Regions from separate parts of the Macaca mulatta genome. Here region 1 is linked to region 2. The links are chromatin contacts, called in public Hi-C maps. All regions are on one chromosome and are shown on one strand. Each heading gives the region's core, a stretch centred on a gene start, on an enhancer-like site or on the middle of the called end of the contact. The rest is flanking DNA. Distances are from core to core; before and after follow the strand shown. Region 1 holds the start of SAE1 (SUMO1 activating enzyme subunit 1). Region 2 holds the start of STRN4 (striatin 4).

Region 1 (4,079 bases), core at 893-3,392, 380 kb before region 2:
CATGGTGGCTCAGGCCTGTAGTCCCAGCATTTTAGGAGTCTGAGCTGGGGGGAGATCTCTTGAGGCCAAGGATCGCTTGAGCTTGGAAGTTCAAGACCAGTCTGGGCAACGTGGCAAAACCCCATCTTACAAAAATATATATATAAATATTAGTCGGGGCCGGGCGCGGTGGCTCAAGCCTGTAATCCCAGTACTTTGGGAGGCCGAGATGGGCGGATCACGAGGTCAGGAGATCGAGACCATCCTGGCTAACACGGTGAAACCCCGTCTCTACTAAAAAATACAAAAAAAAACTAGCCAGGCGAGGTGGCGGGTGCCTGTAGTCCCAGCTACTCGGGAGGCTGAGGCAGGAGAATGGCGTGAACCCGGGAGGCGGAGCTTGCAGTGAGCTGAGATCCGGCCACTGCACTCCAGCCGGGGCGACAGAGCGAGACTCCGTCTCAAAAAAAAAAAATAAAAAATAAATAAATAAATAAATAAATAAATATTAGTCGGATGATGTGGTGGGGTGCGCCTGTAGTTCCAGCTACTTGGGAGGCTTAAGAGGGAATATCACTTGAGACTTGGAGGTCGAGGCTACAGTGAACTGTGATCCCATCACTGCACTCCAGCCTGGGCGACAAAGAGGAGAAAAAAAAAAAAAAAAGAAAAAAAAGCCGGGCACAGTGGCTCAAGTCTGTAATCCCATCACTTTGGGAGGCAGTGGCGGGCAGATCACTTGAGGTCCGGAGTTCCAGACCAGCCTGGCCAACATGGTGAAAACCTGTCTCTACTAAAAATACAAAAATTAGCCGGGTGTGGTGGCGTGAGCCTGTAATCCCAGCATTCGGGAGGCCGAGGCGGGTGGATCAGTTGAGGTCAGCAGTTCGAGACCAGTCCGGTCAACATGGCGAAACCCCATGTCTACTAAAAATACAAAAATTAGCCGGGCGTGGTGGCGGGCCCCTATAATCCCAGCTACTCGGGAGGCTGAGGCAGGAGAATCGCTTGAATCCGGGAGGCGGAGCTTGCAGTGAGCTGAGATCGCGCCACTGCACTCCAGCCTGGGCGACAAGGGAGAGACTCCGTCGAAAAAGAAAAGAAAAGAAAAGAAAACCCCATCCCTAAGCTACTCCACAATGCCCAAACTATGTCTCCTGTCTTACCAAGGCACAGCCCCGTACCAGACACAAGCAACCTTTTCGGGAGCCTACTGCCGTCCCCCTCCAGACTCTCCGAGCCTCTCAAGAGTTCCATTTGACATAACTTGCTCCAAAACTCCTCAAAACCCGCATTCTTTCAGCCTGGCCCGCCCCTGAGCACCCACAAGAATGTAAGCTCCCGTCGGCCCGGTTGGCCAGTCCAGTCTCCCCCGTATCCAGCACGGAACCGGGTCCCACACCATCGAATGAATGAACTATGTCCTTCACCTCACCCCTTCCACGTACCCCAGCCCCTCTTATCCCCTAACCGCGACCTAAATCCCACAATCACCGCTTTCGGGCCTCGGATTTCCTGAGTTTGAATTCTCCCGCTCCCTCAGGACTCCCCAATCAGAGCCCCCTTCAGAGCTCCCATCCTTCGGAACGGCTCTCCCAACCACTTCCCAGACCTTCCAGAAACATCCCCAATCAACTCCTCTAGTTCCCTCAGGAGCGAGACGATCCCGGGGCACATAATTCCCGCCTCCTCCCTTCAAATCACACCTTCCCGCTCCTTCCGGGCCGCAAACGCCTCAGACTAGACGCCCCCTCCAGACCCTCGGCGCCTCAAGCCGCGCCGGCGCTGACCGTTTCTGGGCCTCCAGTCCCCACAGGCGGATCTGCCGGTCATACTGCGCCGCCTCCTCCTCGCTGATGCCGCCGCCAGCCTCCTCCTTCTCCACCATGGCGCCGGCTCTTCCTGCCTCAGCTCACGTCCCGCTCACGCCAACCGCCCGCCAGCCCCGCGCGCCACCAACCTCCGCCGGCAGCACACCCGGGGTGCTTCTGCGCGTGCGCAGACCCCCTCCCACGCCTGCGCAGTACCTCGTCCAAGGAGCCTGGGACCAAAAGTACCTCACGAGACTCAAAGGCGATCCGGCAACTGCATGTCACGTGACGGAGGGTCCAACCAATCCTAGCCCCAAAAATGGCGCCGGTTAAGGCCCCGAGGGCGTTGCCCACGTGGTCACTTATGAGGCGCTTAAATTCTGCAAATATTTAAGGCGTGCATACTGAGATCCCAGCAATAGGGATGTTGTAAAATAGGGTATTGAGTAAAATCGACAAAGCCCTGTCCTCATGGAGTTTACGATCCAGTGAGAAAAACCCAAAGAGAAATAAATATAAACCCAGCGATGACAAATGCTTTGGAGAAAAATAAAGCAGGACATGGGGCTACAGAGTAACAGGGGTGGTCAGGGAAGGCTTATCAGAGGTGACATTGAACTGTCAATTTTCTTTTTTTTTTTCATACAGATGAGGTCCCGATGTGTTGCCAAGGCTGGTCTCGAAATCCTGGTCTCAAGCTATCCTCCCGCCTCTGCCTCCCAAAGTGCTGGGATTACAGGCATCAGCCACTGTTCCCAGGCTTTCATGTCCCTACTATGCGTTGCACTTTGTGCCCAGCCCTGGACATACAATAATAATAAAAAATGGACACATCTCTGCTTTGGAGGCAGTCACGGCCCAGTGGGAGAGAGAAGCATTAAGAAAACAGGAATAGGCCAGGCGCGGTGACTCACGCCTGTAATCTCAGCACTTCGGAGGGCCGAGGCAGGCAGATTAGTTGAGATCAGGAGTTCGAGAGCAGCCTAGCTAACATGGCGAAATCCCGTCTGTACTAAAAATAAAAAAAAAAAAAAAACAGCAGAGCATGGTGGCTCACACCTGTAGTCCCAGCTACTTGGGAGGCTGAGGCAGGAGAATCGCTTGAACCCAGGAGTTGGAGCTTGTAGTGAGCCAAGATCATGTCAGCACTCCAGCCTGAGATAGAGCGAGACTCGGTCTCAAAAAAATAAATAAATAAAACAAAAATAACAGAAAAGAAAACACGGATGGCCCCAGGTGGGCAATATAGTGAAACGCCATCTCTATTCAAAATGCAAAAATTAGCTTGGTGTGGTGGCACTGAGCCTATAGTCCCAGCCACGTGGGAGGCTGAGGTGGGAGGATTTCTGATGTTAGAATCATAGGCTTTTTAGCAGGGCACAGTGGCTCATGCCTGTAATCCCAGCACTTTCGGAGGCTGAGGAGGGCAGATCACGAGGTCAGGAGTTTGAGACCAGCCTGGCCAAGATGGTGAAACCCCCTCACTACTAACAATACAAAAATTAGCCGGGTGTGGTGGCATGCCCATAGTCTCAGCCAATTGCCAGGCCGAGGCCGGAGAATTGTTTGAACTGGGAGGCAGAGGTTGCAGTGAACCAAGATCCTGCTACTGCACTTCAGTGTGGGCGACAGAGACTCTCAGCTCAAAAAAAAAAAAAAAAGCCACCACGCCCATCTATTTTTTTTTTTTTTTGAGACAAGAGTCTCTGTCGCCCACACTGAAGTGCAGTGGCGCAATCTCCACTCACTACAAGCTCCACCTCCCAGGTTCACGCCATTCTCCTGCCTCAGCCTCCTGTGTAGCTGGGACTACAGGCGCCTGCCACCATGCCGGGCTAATTTTTTAGTGAAGACCAGGTTTCACCGTGTTAGCCAGGATGGTCTCGATGTCCTGACCTCATGATCCGCCCATCTCGGCCTCCCAAAGTGCTGGGATTACAGGCTTGAGCCACCGTACCGGGCCTAATTTTTGTATTTTTAGTAGAGACAGGGTTTCACCATGGTGGCCAGGCTGATCTCGAACTCCTGACATCAAGTGATCCACCCACCTTGGCCTCCCAAAGTGCTGGGATTACAGGCGCGAGCCACCACACCTGGCGGAATCATGTATTTTTATTTAAGAATTGGCATCTGGCGTGGTGGCTCACGCCTGTAATCCCACCTAAGCACTTTAGAAGACTGAGGTAGGAGAATCACTTGAGACCAGGAGTTCAAGACCAGCCTGGGCAACATGACAAGACCCCTGTCTCTACAAAAAAAAAAAAAAAAAAATTTTATTAGCTGGGTGTG
Region 2 (3,790 bases), core at 217-2,716:
TCTTGAAGTCCCATAATCTCAGGCACCACCTGGGGTGTCTCAGGAGTGGGGTGGGGTGAATGGGAGGGATGTCAGTTATTACAGCAACCTATAACCATCCCTCTAGCATGAATGTGTCCAGAAAAGGTAGGGCTAGAAGCCAACAGAAGCTGTTACCATGACAACCCCCTCCCTAGACACACTCCACCTCTCAGAGATTCTTAAAACATCCCCTGGCCAGGGGTGATGGCTCACACCTGTAATTCCAGTACTTTGGGAGGCTGAGGCGGGCCTAAGGCTGATCACCTGAGGTCGGGAGTTCAAGACCAGCCTGACCAACATGGAGAAACCCCGTCTCTACTAAAAAAAAAAATTAGCCAGGCGTGGTGGCACATGCCTGTAATCCCAGCTACTCGGGAGGCTGAGGCAGGAGAACGGCTTGAACCAGGGAGGCAGGGGTTGTGGTGAGCCGAGATCGGGCCATTGCATCCCAGCCTGGGCAACAAGAGTGAAACTCCGTCTCCAAAAAAAAAAAAAAAAAAAAAATTCCCCTCCTTGGTTGGGCTTGGTTCCTAGGGTCACTCGAAGGGGGCTTCTCTATTACCATAGTAACCAGGCCTTGACCTTGCCTGTTTCTCGTCCCCCAGAGGATGGTCCAGGCCCTGTAACCATAGCAACTGCCCCTCAGCAGAGCATCTCCTCCTCTAAATAAAAACACCTGGTTGGTTTGGTGCATGGGCCTCCCACAATGGGAAGGGGAAGACGGTTACCATGGTAATGCCAACTAGGTGGCTATGGGGGAGGGGCTGGGGAAGACGTGCTTCTCTTAGAGATCAGCGTCTTTGGGGCTGGGGTACTTTCTACCTGAATGCTAGGTGTGGGGGGTTGCCATAGTAACCAATGAGGAAAGGAGCAGAAGGACCACCAGGGACTTAGGTTACCTTAGCAACCTTCTCCTGGTGCAGAGTCCGAAGAGGTTTGGGGCTCCATAACCACAAAGGTGGAAGGGAGGGGAAGGCTGTCCCCCACCAACTCGCCCCCACCAATGGGGAAAGGTTACCATGACAACCGACCTGGACAGGAATCAGAGAGGATGGGGCCACTGCTGGTCGCCCTTTCTCTCAGAGTAAAAGTAATTGTCCAGGAGAGTGATGTTTGGGTGTGGAAGGGGTAAGGCTCTTTTTCTGGGGCGGAGTAGGAGGAGGGGGGCAGAAAGTGGCCCCTTCCTCAGTCTCACTCCAGCGAGGGGGACCGTCGTGCGGGGTCTGGGTCTCCCTCGCCCTCCTCGGGGCGCGATCTCCCTCTCGCCGCCCCCCGCGCGGGCACGCTAGCCCTCGGGGTCGACCCGGGTGGGCGAGGCTCGTGCCCGGCCTCGCGCTCGCCACCAGCCCCTCTTCCCACTGTCCTCCGTCAGGCGCGCGCGCGGTGGTGGTGTGTGTGGTGCGGGGGGGGGGGGTGTTGGAGCGCCCGCGCAGGCGCGCGAAGCACAGCGGGCGCGCGGGCCGGCCCCGGGGCCTCCATGATGGAGGAGCGAGCGGCCGCCGCGGTCGCCGCCGCCGCCTCCTCCTGCCGTCCGCTCGGCTCAGGCGCGGGCCCTGGCCCCACTGGGGCGGCCCCGGTCTCCGCCCCTGCCCCCGGGCCGGGCCCGGCAGGTAAGGGAGGCGGCGGCGGAGGCAGCCCTGGGCCCACGGCGGGCCCGGAGCCCCTGAGCCTGCCGGGGATCCTGCACTTTATCCAGCACGAGTGGGCGCGCTTTGAAGCCGAGAAAGCCCGCTGGGAGGCCGAGCGCGCCGAGTTACAGGTGAGCGCCGTCCCGGGACCCCCGACCCCCCAACCCCACCCGGCCCGGCCCGGCCCGGCCTCACCCGCCGCCGCCGCCGCCGCCATCTTGGAGCAATGGCCGCCGGGACGGCCGGGGGGGGGCGGGAGGGGACCGCGACGGTCCCGGAGGGCGAGTGAGGGGCCGTCCGAGGGGTGTCCTGAGGGCACCCCGGGTGGGAGGGGACCGGGACGGCCCGAGGTGGGAGTGGAGGGACCGGGAGTGGGAGGGATCACCGGGACCGGCCGAGAGAGAGGGGCCGAGGTACCAGAACTGGCTGGGAGTGGGACTGGGACTGGAACTGAGCGCGCCGGCCGCGGGGCTCCTGAGAGAGGCGACTCGGGCCCTGGAGGGGAGCCCAAGAGAACTCGGGAAAGGGTGTGGAGAGGAGCTGGAGGGGTCTGGGAAAGACCTCAGTGGTCTCCTGTGGGAGTGAGCAGAAGCTCGGCGGGCGCAGAGGGACCCCCGACCCCGGCCCTAGCCAGGTGCAGGTGGGAAGTAGAAGCGTCCGAGGGGGGACTTGGGACACGCTGGGAAAGAGCGGATCCAGACCGGGAACCGGGAGGAGTTAGGGAGAGGAAGTCCGGGAGCCTGAGATGGGTGTGTTTCGGGGCGACTGGACAGTGGGCACGGAAGGGTGGCTGTGTAAGGACCCGAGAGGTGGGAAGAGAGTTTCGAGGGGTCCAGGATGAAGGTGTGTGCCTTTCCCTCTTAGGGGAAACTTTGGGGATCCCGGGCATGTGTGGCTGCAGAGTGCAGGGAAGGGATCTTTGGAGTGGAAGTGTGGACAGAGCAGGAGATGTACCCTAGGAGCCTGGGTGGGAGAACTTGAGAGTGGAAATTCCACTTGGGGGTGTGCAGGAGTGGGCGCGATGGCACTGAGATGGGACGTGTGTGTAGGATGTAGGAAGAGAACCCTGAACTGGAGTGTGGGGGTGTCGGGCATGTCCAGTATGGAGGTGAGGGTCCTGGGATGGTGCCAATGAGGACGAGTTAGGTGTTACCCTGGGGTGATGCTTTAAGGGGGAGAATTTTGTAGAGCCCGAAGGCAACATGAGGAGGCATCTCAGAGAGAACGGGGGTAGGGTGGGGTTGGGGGGAAGGAGATATGTTTGTGGAAGTCCTGGGAAAAGACCCCATGGTTTGTGGGGTAGCTTGGGACAGGGATGTGCTCCGGGCTGATGTATGGAAGAGTCTGAAGAGTTGGGCTGGGGTTTGTGACCTCGTGGAGCATCAGGTCCATTGGCAGTGACTGGAGGATCATGGAGATGTCCGGATTTGAAGGGATTAGGAATGGCCCACTGGAGGTCTGAAGATTCTTGGACTGGGTTATTATTAGCAGAAATTGTCAGTACTTTTCTGCTAGTATTCCTTGTAGCAGCCCACGTTTCCCCTTCCGATTTGCCGTTTTCTATCTAGTGGAAGCTGGCACCCAAATAAATAACTGATGAGAATTTTGTCGGTAGGGGTGGGGTGCGGTGGTTCATGCCTGTAATCCCAGCACTTAGGGAGGCTGAGGTGGGAGGATCCCTTGAGCCCAGGAGTTCCAGGCCAGCCTGGCCAACATAGCAAGACCTCATCTCTACAAAAAAGTACAAAAATTAGCCGGGCGTGGTGATGTGCACCTGTAGTCCCGGCTACTCAGGAGGCTGAGGTGGGAGGATTGCTTGAACCCCGGAGGTTGAGGCTGCAGTGAGCCGTGATTGCACCACTGCACTCCAGCCTGGGCGAAAGAGTGAGATCCTATCTCAGAAAACAACAACAACAAAAACGGTATTTTGTTCGTAGGATGAGTAAAGACCTCAAGTAACTCTCCCCCTGCCCTCACTTGTGGTGGCTGAGGCTTGGAGCTGGGGTGGGAGCAGAATCCTTATGTAACTGCTCTCACTTGTGTCCCACTCTCTACTTCCGAAGCTCTTTCCCAGCATACATCTCATCAGATCTTCTCAGTGCCCCGTGATGTAGGCAGAGGCAGTGTCATTACCTCACTCA

What was found. A called contact is a pair of places that touch in the nucleus more often than the background predicts.
Region 1: a Hi-C map of liver shows a contact between it and region 2, with 3 times the contacts expected there. The contact joins the promoter of SAE1 here to the promoter of STRN4 in region 2. A contact is called at or near these places in 2 of 14 Hi-C or Micro-C datasets (fetal cortex germinal zone and liver).

What each region holds. Positions count from the first base shown.
Region 1 is chr19:59,609,352-59,613,430 of T2T-MMU8v2.0, reverse strand. SAE1 (SUMO1 activating enzyme subunit 1) reads right to left here and starts at 2,142. Exons shown (of 10, transcript XM_077980743.1): 1 at 2,007-2,142.
Region 2 is chr19:59,223,991-59,227,780 of T2T-MMU8v2.0, reverse strand. STRN4 (striatin 4) reads left to right here and starts at 1,466. Exons shown (of 18, transcript XM_015124322.3): 1 at 1,466-1,780. The coding sequence starts at 1,499. It also overlaps a transcript of FKRP not described here.